Regions from separate parts of the Mus musculus genome. Here region 2 is linked to region 1. Evidence: chromatin contacts called from public promoter capture Hi-C data. All regions are on one chromosome and are shown on one strand. Each heading gives the region's core, a stretch centred on a gene start, on an enhancer-like site or on the middle of the called end of the contact. The rest is flanking DNA. Distances are from core to core; before and after follow the strand shown.

Region 1 (5,921 bases), core at 2,580-5,079:
ATTTGAAGCTTTTTGCTCTATAATTTGACTTGGTGCTTACAAACTTATAATTTTCGTTTGATGGCGTGGGTTCTATTTTAGGCAGCAAATGGCGGAGTGTCCTGAATTATTTTTAAGGTTTTACTTGTCCTGTTTTGATTATGGATTTTAGTCTGGTTGCTTCACAAAATACGGGAAAGAAATTATTTTTTTTTTATTACAGAAAACCTTAGGTTCTGTCGCTTTCACTGTCAAAGAAGAGAAAAAAATTATAATAATGTGTCTTCAATCTAGTTCAGAGTTGGGTGGCATGTTGATGCTGGATAAGGAGAGCAGAAACAGGTGCTTCTGTGGAAAGGGCCATCATGTCCACAAGCCAACCCTAAGTCCATGGTTAGACATCGCCTCCCGAATAGTGATAGCCAGCCCCCTTCCTCCACCCCTACCCCGACCCCCAAGCAATAATTTTGTATTGTTGCTTATTCTTGCACCTTCTAATTGTTTAGGTCTCTTATGTTTTTATTTCCTAAAATGCAAACACTTAGTTACAGTTTTCCTGGTCTGTTAAAGTGGGCGTTTTAAGTTCAGTGCTTTACCTAGCAAATAGAAACACTTGTGTGAACTTTTGCAACCAAAGGGATGTTTGCAATTTATCTCATTGCTGTGTATTTACTTAATACATATGGAAGTGTGAATTGACTTAACAATTCTTAAAGATTTTTTTGTGATCTGGTACTGTTATGAACACGGTACTAGAGAGCATTGTGGTAAGGTGTAGCTCTTGTGACTGCATCTTAAGTTCATACAGTAATAAAGCTATTATGGCCTCTACGACAGAAATTTTACTTTTTTAAAGTGAGATTTGGAAAGGGGGGGGGGATGAGTTCTTTTCTCATCTGAGGAAGCTTAGTCTTAGAGAAATGGAGTCATTTGTCTAAGGCAGATAAATAGATTCACTAGCAGGGAAGAACCCAGGCCAGAGGTCCATCACAATTCACACTTAATCAGGGAGGGCCCAGATCCCATCAGGAATGATAGAACTTGTTTGTCAAGTGCCCAAACTTGCAACTGCTTCATTCTTACCCTGGTCCAAATGATCTGATCTTCTGCGCTACACTATTTTTATAAGAAACATAATTAGAGATAGGCACAATTTTTTATTATTTTATTTTTTGGTTTTTCAAGGCAGGGTTCCTGTGTGTGACAGCACTGAGTGTCCTGGAACTCACTTTGTACACCAGGCTGGCCTCAAACTCACTGAGATCCACCCACCTCTGCCTCTGAGTGCTGGGATTAAAGGCATAGAGACAAGCAAGTCATTTTAAAAGCAGCATTGATCCTTGCTTTATTTCTGCTTGCCGTAGACAAGAGAGTGGGGCATTTATCCAGGGAGGTGTTTGGTGGTTTTGTTTGGCTGCTACTTATACTGTTTTGTTTTTTAGTGGTTACATTCTTTGTATTAAGAAATAGACAGTGCTAAAAAGGACATTCCTCACTGGGGACAGTGGCACACACACCTTTGATCCCAGGCTAGCCTGGTCTACATAGCAAATTTAAGGGGAGCCAGGGCTACATAGAGAGACCCTGTCTGTCTCAGTAGGCCATAAAACCAAAATAGGACAGCGGGCTCAACATTTGAGCCACAAATTAGGCACTGACTTTGGTTCTGGTCAACGTTGTATCACCTTTCTGCAAAGTTGAAGAATTCACCTGGTGGGCTTCTCCAAGCTCAGCCTGTTGCAGGAGGCAGTGCTGTGTTTTGACTTGTTTCCTTGGTGGGAGCTGCCAGTCTTTCTTCCTCTGCTTCATTTTCTGTGTGAAGAAGGACTTTGACCCCTGCTTTGAGTATAAATGAAGGTATGCCATGAATGGAGTCAAGTTCTTAATGACATACTCAGGAACTGAGCTGGTGTGCAGTGCCCTTCATCTCTGAACTGTAATGTTCTCCTGAACTCACCATTTGGTTTCCTTTTGTTGACTCTCATGGTAGTGGTGGTGGGACAGAGGGTGGAATTATCGAGAAAAAAAAAAGTAGGTGAAGGGTTAATTTCTAACTTCTTATGCGGGTCTTCAAGTTGTACAGCTCAGGGCTTGATGTGGCATTTTCTGTGTAGTTGTGACTCAGAGGATGGGACAGGAAGAGAGTAACTAATAATTACAGAGTGGTAGCTGCATCTTGTGCATTTGTGGCTGTTTCTTTAGTAACATGAAACTCATTTTCTTCTATAGAGGGAGGTGGTACTTTTTTTAAAATTAACTTTTTATTGATTCTTTGAGAGTTTCACAATACGTACCCCACTCTGACTCATCTCCCCCCCTTGCAAACCTCCCCCCATAAAAAATAAACAAAAAATAAGCAAAACAAAGCATAGAAAACATGTCATCATGGACGCCATAGTATGTCACAGTGTGTCCCCACAGTATAGCCCTCTGTTCACAGCAGATGCTGTTGCAATGAGTCACTAGTCTGGTTTGAGGTCTCTGGCTTCTGTGATGCTATCAGTATTGGATCCTCACCTGGTCTCTTCCGGGTTATCCCTTTGTTGCGTGCGCTGTGTCACGTATATCCTTCAGCAGGACCGTCAGGACAGCCCTCTCACAGGCCCCGCCCTCTCACAGCCCCAACAGTGGAGGTGGTACTGTTTTTTTGTTTTTTGGGTTTTTGTTGTTGTTGTTGTTGTTTTTGGTTTTTCGAGACAGGGTTTCTCTGTATAGCCCTGGTTGTCCTGGAACTCACTTTGTAGACCAGGCTGGCCTCGAACTCGGAAATCCGCCTGCCTCTGCCTCCCGAGTGCTGGGATTAAAGGCGTGTGCCACCACGCCTGGTGGTGGTACATTTTTAACCGTAAGATAATATTATGAAATGTGTTAAATTGTAAAGGATAATTTCTTTCCTCAGTCAAGCTCCTGAAGGTAGCTTAAGGTATCAGAAGAGACTCTCTCTGTGTGTGTGTGTGTGTGTGTGTGTGTGTGTGTGTGTGTGTGTGTGTGTGTTTGTGTGTGTGTCTGTGTGTTTTCAAGGCAGGGTTTCTTAGTGCAGCCCTGGTTATCCTAGACTCAGTTCATAGATCAGGCTGGTCTAGAACTCAAGAAGCCTGCCTGGCATTAAAGGTGTGCATCACCACACCTGGCTTAGAGGATGCATTTTTAATACATATCTTCTTTTACCCTTTTCTTATTGAGAAAGCAAAAAAACGGAGTGGCCTTCCTGTGTGCAGGTAGCTTCCTATCAGCCACTATTGAATGAGATGCTGGCCGTGCTGCACTGCTGTGTGGGTCTTTGTCTCCCCTTGGAACCTTTTCCTTTAGCTCCTTGTCTCTGATGTTAACAACCCTACTTTGAAAAATGGATGTTTTTCTTCATATTGTATATGCTCAGAGTTCCGAAGTGCAGTTCTCTGTGTATTTCTTTGTCAGCTGTCGATGATGAAAGATTAACAGAGAAAGAGCGTTTAGTCCTCTCATCGATTAAGAAAGAAAGGAGGGAGGGAGGAGATGCCACAGAAGCAGCCCCTGGGTGGCTGAAGCCTGGGGTGCCGCTGAGTCCTCTGGGATTTCCAGAGCACAGCCAGGGCTGGGCAGCTCTGTAACCTTTCTTTCCTTGACGATGGAAACCTCCTGGTGTGACTGGTCTGCTCATGCATTTTGTTCTTTAAGCCCCTGCACTGACCGTGTCCTCTCCCCCTGCTTTCCCTTTGCAGTGGTGCTAAGGAAGCCGGCTCGCAGGCCTGGTGTGTATGCTAGCCTCAGTGCCCCCCCCCCCCCCCCCCCCCCCCCGCCAGCTAAGGTTTGGGGCAGCCCAGGAGGCACGTGTGTGCTTGCTCAGTGTGTTGGAATGCATGATCTCTGTGGCACACACTTCCCTGACCTGTGCAGCTGACACACCAGCTTCTATGGGTGTGGGGCCACGCACTGCAGAGTTTCTGTAAATGGTTGAAAGATTGGGGGAAAGAGTTTCTTCTCCCTGGTGAAGGTTTTTCCTCATTAAGTGCAGTTGTCTGCATTCTTTGCAAAAGGAAGACATCTCTCTCATTTCCTTCTTAATTATTGAAGGATAGAAAAGAATCTGGACCTAGAACTCATCTGACTTCTGCATCCAGCTAATGCCTTGAAGCCTGGACTCTGACGATGTGCTTGATGGGACACCTGAGAAGGAGGGAATCGAGTATCTTTAGAAGTACACACCCTATTCTCCCTTTTAGGGAATTAAAAAAAAAAAGGCTAATGGCTTAAGATTTTTACATTTTAGCTGCTTTTATTCTTAAAATTTTATACATTTTGTCTGTTCCTCATGAAATACCCAAGATGACAGAAATAGGACTGAGAGTTTGTAAAAGGGCATTTTGTTTTTGGTGTTAAAGAGGCCTGGGAACATCTGGTTGCATCTTAGACTTTTGACCTGGAAAAGTTAGTTCTTTTGTCCATTGATTTTCATATAAATGGTTTGACATGTTTTATTACTATTTCAGTAATGCTACCAAAATTGATTTGTAGCTTTAGTAGGGTTTTTGGTGGTGGTGTTTGTTGTTTGTTTTTATTTTTGTAGACAGGGTTTCTCTGTGTAGCCCTGAGTGTTCTGAACTCACTCTGTAGACCAGGCTGGCCTCGAACTCAGAGATCCGCCTGCCTCTGCCTCCCCAGTGCTGGGATTAAAGGCTGCTACTGCTGCAGGTGTGTGGGTTAGCTTACTTGTGATGATAAGGTCACAGTGTTATTTCTGCCTACCTGACAGATTTCAAGGCTAAGCTCTGAGTTTGACTTTCCATGGCAGTGGTTTGTAGCACTGCCCCACGCACAGAGCCTGTGACTGAGGATCGCTGAGTTTGTTTATGGGGCCAAGGAGTAGCTGTGTGTTCTGGACAACTCCATGCTTGCGGCTGTGCTCAGGGCTGCTGTAGACTCTGTAGTTGCCTCTCAAATTTGGTTTAGAAAGAGGTGTGGTATTAAGAAAAAAGCCTACCGGTGTGTGAGGTCTGGATGATCTTAAGCCAGGTTTTGATTGGTTTACAGAGCACCCAGCCCTTCTCCTGGTCCCCTGGGCACCTTCCCTCTTGTGTAGTGGCCCTCTGGCCTCTGTCACTTTCACTTTAGAAACTGCTTTGCCAGTTGCATGGCAGGCTTCCAAATCTATGGATTTTCCTGTAGTCGACAATAGTTTCCTTTAGGAACTTCTAGGCAAGCAGCCCTTTACAGATCCACTGGAGTCACCTATGTGTGGTGACATGGGACCCTTACCTAAAAGGGACAAGCTTTCACTTTAGGCTTTCATGCTCTCTTACCAGTTGAAGCTGCACAGGAGTAACATAATCTTGAAAACATTAAACGGGTTAGATTGACAGCCAGTCAGATGGGGTGGGAGTTGTCATACTCTTTCCATATCACATGGAGTTTATTCAGAAAAAGGGTATTACCCTTAAAAACGGCTAAAAATAATAAGGTAGCTGCTTAGCAAGTGGAAGGGGATTGTGGGGGTGTGTGGAGGACAGTTGGGTGAATGTAAACAAAGTCCATTACATCCACGTATGTAAGAACAGGAAAGCGTCCTAATGAAATCCATGTGTTATGTGTAACTAATATCTGTTAATAAAAGCATTCTCTTAAGAAAGGCCAGCAAGAAGGCTCAGCAGGCAAAAGCACGTGTCAATCAAGCCTGATAGTCTGAACTCAGCCTCGAGAATCAACTCCTGCACGCTGTCCTCCGGCCTCCTTGTGCCTGCTGTGGCACACCCGTGCTCAGACTCACACAAACACAAAGAATTAAATAAAAACAAGTTTAAAACCTAATTAAAGATTGCAAACAGAGTACAAAGGAAGTCATGGTTACATTTATCATGTAAATTTTATTTTATCCTTGGGGAGTCGAGTGCACCCCAGCATGTGGGTGAGACTGGAAGGGCTTCCTTCTGCCTTGTGGGTTGGAGTGTTAAACTCAGGCTACCAGG
Region 2 (5,713 bases), core at 2,259-4,758, 710 kb before region 1:
CTTTATGATAGACATCTTCTAAAGTCCACATGCAGGAACCTCTGTATCACTGAAGCTGAGAATATGCATATGATATAAACTGGAACATAAAATAGAGAATATTGCCAGGAGCTATGCTGGAATCAGCCATAAAAGGGTTCTTTCTCTGCAAGAAGTGTTAATAGAAAGCTAGAGTAAGACTATAAAAAGCATTCCAGGCAAGGGCCATATCCGGCTCATTGAAGAGGCCAGTGAACACCCTCCGAGAGGTGAACATAAGTATGCTCACAACACCTACTCTTTTTGCCAGAAGTTTAACCACTAGAATTTGAGTCTGAAACTAGAATAGAAACTGAAAACATTATCTCAACAATGGGGCTAAGGAAGTCATATAATAGTCACTGACATAGTTGGGGGTAATTTTAAAATGCATGGGGAAAATGCACTGGGGAACCAAGACATAAGACAGAATATTAAACAATACATTTTATGGTCTGGCATGTGGCTCAGAGTGCCTGCCTTAAATTCATTAAGTCCTAGATTCATGAATCCTAGCATTCAGCCTTATAAACTCCTAGTCATACTTCTGAAAAGTTATCTGGCTATTTTAATCATTCTGTTAGGTTTCTCGGTTAGTTTTCTTAGACAGGGCCTCATGTAGCTCAGACTGGCCTTGAACTCAGTATGTATCTGAAGTTTGTTTTGAACTGATCCTCCCGCCTCTACCTCTCAAATGCTGAATTTATAGGTATATAAAACCATATCCAGCTCAACTACATACATTTTTTTGTTGTTGTTGTTATTCTGTTTTTCAATACAGGGTTTTTCAGTAGCCCTGCCTGTCCTGGAATTTACTCTGTAGACCAGGCTGGCCTCAAACATAGAGATCTGCCTGCCTCTAGGGATGAACTTATTACTGTTGTTTTGTTAAATAGGCATGTTGTCAAACTACCTTGTAAATATTTAGGTTATATCCATAGACTACATATGAATATATATGGAAATATATGATATAATATAAATACAATCTATGATACAACATGTAAGTATGTTATATTAACACACACACAAATATATATACATGGTTATATGTTATATTCATGAATATAAGGTTAAATCCATGCCACTCTCCTTTTTGGACAGAGAGACCTCTTTCTTCAGGGGCAGTAGTTAATGCAACAGCATAACTGTTCAAAGCATGGAGAATAAGTGAGTGAGTATTGAGACATCAATCTTAAATGGAATGGTGTTTCAACCTTCCACCCCTCTCCCACACTCCCGAAGGTTCATGGGTAGAGGGTACAGAAAGAATGTAAACACAGAGGGTGGGAAGGAGTGTTGTCAAATTTTGTCTTCTGCAAATGGTATTCATGAATTCACTCAAGATATGGTTACCTGAACAAGACCTACCTGAGCAAGCCAATACAAATAGTCACCATGTGAGAAGGCAGCACTAACTAACCGGACTCAGAGAGGTACATGAAGTTAGGACGGGAACATATTGGGGTGTGCCCAGGGCAAGTATATGTGTGGGGGGAGCAAGGAGTTGTGGGTAGGTATATGTGTGTATATGAAACTGTCAGAGAATAATGAAAGATTTAAGAGTGAAAAGGTTAAATGATAGCTCAGAAAAATACAAGAAAGAAAAAGGGGGGGGGGGCTGATATAGTTGAGTGTCAGCATTATTTCCCCAGAGGCTGCTTTATGAGTGACTATAGTATTAACAATATTAGTATTTTCCAGGAATGGTCGTTCATGCCTGCAAGTCTAACACTTGGGAAGTGACGACTGAAGGATCAGGAGGGAGTTCAACGCTGCCTTCAGCTACATATTGAGTTGGAGACCAGCATACCTCAACTCCTACATGCAAAATCGTATGTTGATGTACCTTGGGTACTCCGTGGCTTAATCAAACAAGAACAAAACAATAAAGTGTATGTAAGAAATGTCAACTTTGAGAAATTTAAAGTATGTCACAAAGAAGAAATGATAAGATTAAAGCAAACAAAACAAAACAAAATAAAGAAAATAACTTTAAAAGCTATGCTAAGCAGTGAGTTTCCCATTATGAACAACCTATAAATTGTCAAAATCTGACATCTATGAGCTTTTGGTGTGTTTTTATTTTTGCAGTTATGTATATATTTGAAATAGCATGTGATATAGGCCAGGCAAATCTGGAACTCAGTCGATAGCTGAAAATGACCTTGAGTTCTGACCCACCTATTTTCATCAGCCCAAAGAAGGGATTGAGGGTGAAGGCATTCTAGAACACAAGTCCAACATACCATATCCTAAGTCACCACATCTATAGGGTCGTGCATGCATTTAAATGCTGGGAGAAACTTTAAGCCTGCTCTTTCTCCCTGAAAGTTGGCACAGTTATCCCTGATTTCAGGAACTTGACACAGTTCCTTCAAGCTTGTAGGATTCCTAAGAGTGGCATGAGACTAGAATCCCAGTTTTTATCGCCTGTTAGAGAACTGTTGTCACTCAGACCATCCAGCTCAGGAAGGAACCATGGTGAGAGGCAGCGAGGCAAGAAGACAGTTCAGGTTCGTTAGCCCAAGAAGGTGGGAAGTACAAGGTCTCTCTAAAGTGTCTTGCTGCTCTCTCAAGCCAACTTTCTTCAGTCTGAGCTTGGCTTCCTTTCTTGCTCTCCTCATTTGACATGGCATCATGGCCCACCCACTTTAGTGTCAGCCTTTTGGAGGCTTGTTGCAAACTGGGTAACCCACAGTCCCACTCTGGAACTCAGACGTCAAGGACGTATCTATAATCTCAACCCCAGCTTGACACTCGCTTCCTTCATTTCCATCAAGAGCCTCATCCCTCAGACGTCCGCCTCCCTTCTTCTGCTCACAGCCACTTAACTCCCTCCAATCCCCAAACGTGGTATTTGGCTCTGCAACCAACCCCCGCTCTTCCTGGGGGAAACCTGGCCCTGCACCGCCAGCCTGGCCCACACTACCCCCTTGTCCCTCGACCCGGCAGTGCCCCTCCCTCACTCCTCGATGTCACCCGCGTCCTTCTCAGCAAGGGCCGCCCCTCGGCCTCTTGCTGCACGCGCGGGAGCCCCCTTCCTCACCCGGCGATCACAGTCCCGATGAGGTACAGCAGCAACAGGCAGAAGGTGCTCAGGTTCTGCGGGGCCATGGCGTCCCCTGGTCCTACCCTCTCAGCCTCCGGTGCCGCTGCGTCGGCTGACCAGCCCTTCCGGCCCAGGGAGGCCGCCTCACGCCGGGGTCTCTCTCTTGCCCGGCCGCGGAGACAGGTAGCGCGCCCCTTCCTCAGCTGCCACCTTCCGGGAGCCCCAGAGCCGGCGAGCAGCCAGGCGTGGGCCAATCGCCGCCGGGGACATCACACGCGGCCGCCACTCCGCAGCCAATCAGCGCGGTACACTTCACCTCCGAGGCGGCGCGGGAAGCCAATCAGACAGCAGAACAGCCGTCGTGTCCGCCGGCCAATGGGAAGAGAAAACGTCAGAGGTTCGCGCCGCCCGGAAGCGGCTGAGAACCGGAGAGAGTTAGGAGCCGAGAAAGAGCGCGCTGCTGTAGGAAACCCGAATGTCCACCAATCGCGAGGCTCCTTCCCGATTCCGACCAATTGCTTGAGAGAGGTCTTACTACCAGTCTGGAAGCTACGCCATGTGCACACGTGACTTGCGAGCGCTCACCGAAGTGCAACCCCAGGAGGTGTCAAAGTACGTGGGGCGTCTTGCCTGGGGATAGGCTCTCCCAGTACTAACTTATTACAGTCTCGCTACCGTGGAAAAGAGGGACCTGGTACCTTGTAGAGACGCCGCCATAGAGACCGACTTAAGTTAAGATTCGGCTTCCAGCACTCCGTAGCGGTGAGGCAGCCCCATCTCCACCCCACTTTCGAACCTGTTTTCTACAGAACTAAGGCAAAGCGTTCTCTGGCAGTGTTGGGAATTAATTAAACTTTTTTTTTTCCTGCAAGTTTCCTAGCAGAATTGCACACAGCAAGCATGCAATCAATAAAAGGCACTAGAGCTTGTTCATCGGTTGCTCTTTTCTCCAGTTTTGTTTACCTCAGACAACTAGTTGTTTAGGACAGCTTCTCAGCTTAGCTTCCTGCATAACCTATTCAGATTTTTATCAGTGAACCGTAATGTGTGCTTGTCCACTATAGCTCCACCTCTGAGTCATAATTATCTCCTGCTTGCAAAGGTCTCATAACCGATCTCCCTGCCTCCAAACTTCATATCTTGATACACTATTTTAAAGTTCCTCTGCTCTCCACCCTATGATTGTGTGCACTCGGGAGCGCACTAGGGAACCTGGAGATCACAGATTAGACTAGGCTGGTGGACCCAGGAGCTCGAGAACCGTCTCTGTCTCTTGAGTGCTGGGAATCCAGGACGTTGTTGTTGCAGTTGCTACAATGGGCGGAATTCAAGACCCCCTGTTTGTATGGCAAGTAAGTGGCAAGCTTTATGGACTGAACTATCCCCAGCGCACTCCCGCTTTTTAAAAACTATGTCAAATCATCCTCTCCTGCTTAAAACCTTTAGTGGCTTTTCATTGCACTCAAAGTAAAAGGCCAAGTCTATGGTAACTTACAAAGCTGTCTAATTTAATGATATATATCCTCACCTATTAAATATCGTAGCATGTTCCAGAATAATCAACTCCCTTCCTTTTAAAAATGTTTCATTGTGTATAGTCATTGTATATGGTACTTTCTTGTATAGTCAAACTGTATAATGTATATATTTTTACCTTTTTCTCTCTGTGCTGTTATTCCTTTTGTTTCTCTAGGTGATTTGGCATTGCCATATACACATATGTGATTTTAAGTACCTATATAAAATCTAGGAGCCACACATTGAGATAAAACATGTATTTGTTTCTCTGAGACAAGATAGTCATCTAGACAAGATAGTTATCTCCAGTTATATCCATTTTCCTGTATACAACAAAATTGCATTCCTAAATTTTTGCTTGTGAGCCTAACCTTTAATGGTTAAGCCATCTTTTGTATCCTATAGCTGCATTTTCTATGGTTTGGAAGAAAACATTGTACATAAGCCACATTTTCTTTATTCTCTTGTTGAACTCCTAAGTCCATCCTGTAAGTTAGCTATTGTGAATAGTGCTGGAACAAACATTGATGTTTTGCCAAAACCTCAATGAGAAAGAAAAAGGTTTATTTTGATGTTCATGGGTGCTGTGATGGTTTGTATAGCCTTGGACCAGGGAGTGGCACCATCTGAAGGTGTGGCCTTGTTGGAATAGGTGTGACTTGGTTGGAATGGGTGTGTCATTGTGGGTGTGGGTATAAGATCCTCACTCTAGTTGCCTGGAAGTCAGTCTTCCACTAGCAGCCTTTGGATGAAGACGTAGAACTCTCAGCTCTGCCTGCACCATGCCTGCCTGGATACTGCCATGCTCCCACCTTGATGATAATGGACTGAACCTCTGAACCTGTAAGCCAGCCCCAATTAAATGTTGTTTTTATAAGACTTGCCTTGGTCATGGTGTCTGTTCACAGCAGTAAAACCCTGACTAAGACAGGTGCTTTGCCTACATGTAACCTAGTGAGTGCATGCCTTTTTGCTCAAAAAGGCCAGAAGAGGATGGAGAATCCCTTGGAATTGAAGTTGATGAGTTAGTGTGTGTTCTATAGTTCCTCTCGAGGAGGTTTCTAGTTTTAGTCTATTGATGACAGATTACATAATGAGATTATTTCATTTTTCCTGTGTTTGTTA

Evidence for each region. Promoter capture Hi-C pulls out the DNA fragments that hold promoters and counts their contacts.
Region 2: a promoter capture Hi-C map of neural stem cells shows a contact between it and region 1. The contact joins the promoter of Tbccd1 here to the enhancer-like site in region 1. A contact is called at or near these places in 4 of 39 promoter capture datasets (the 3T3-L1 cell line, the SN4741 cell line, cranial neural crest and 1 more) and 1 of 9 other capture datasets (adipose tissue).

The regions. Positions count from the first base shown.
Region 1 is chr16:22,149,764-22,155,684 of GRCm38.p6, reverse strand. The region is part of intron 2 of Igf2bp2 (insulin-like growth factor 2 mRNA binding protein 2); the gene reads left to right. Among named protein-coding and RNA genes, the nearest start is that of Igf2bp2, 11 kb to the left of the region's middle. Within about 2 kb of position 3,829, at least 57 of the 459 cell types and tissues checked have an H3K27ac peak or open chromatin away from gene starts, as enhancers often do.
Region 2 is chr16:22,855,464-22,861,176 of GRCm38.p6, reverse strand. Tbccd1 (TBCC domain containing 1) reads left to right here and starts at 3,508. Exons shown (of 8, transcript NM_001081368.2): 1 at 3,508-3,832. Dnajb11 (DnaJ heat shock protein family (Hsp40) member B11) reads right to left here and starts at 3,332. Exons shown (of 10, transcript NM_001190804.1): 1 at 3,068-3,332. The coding sequence starts at 3,135.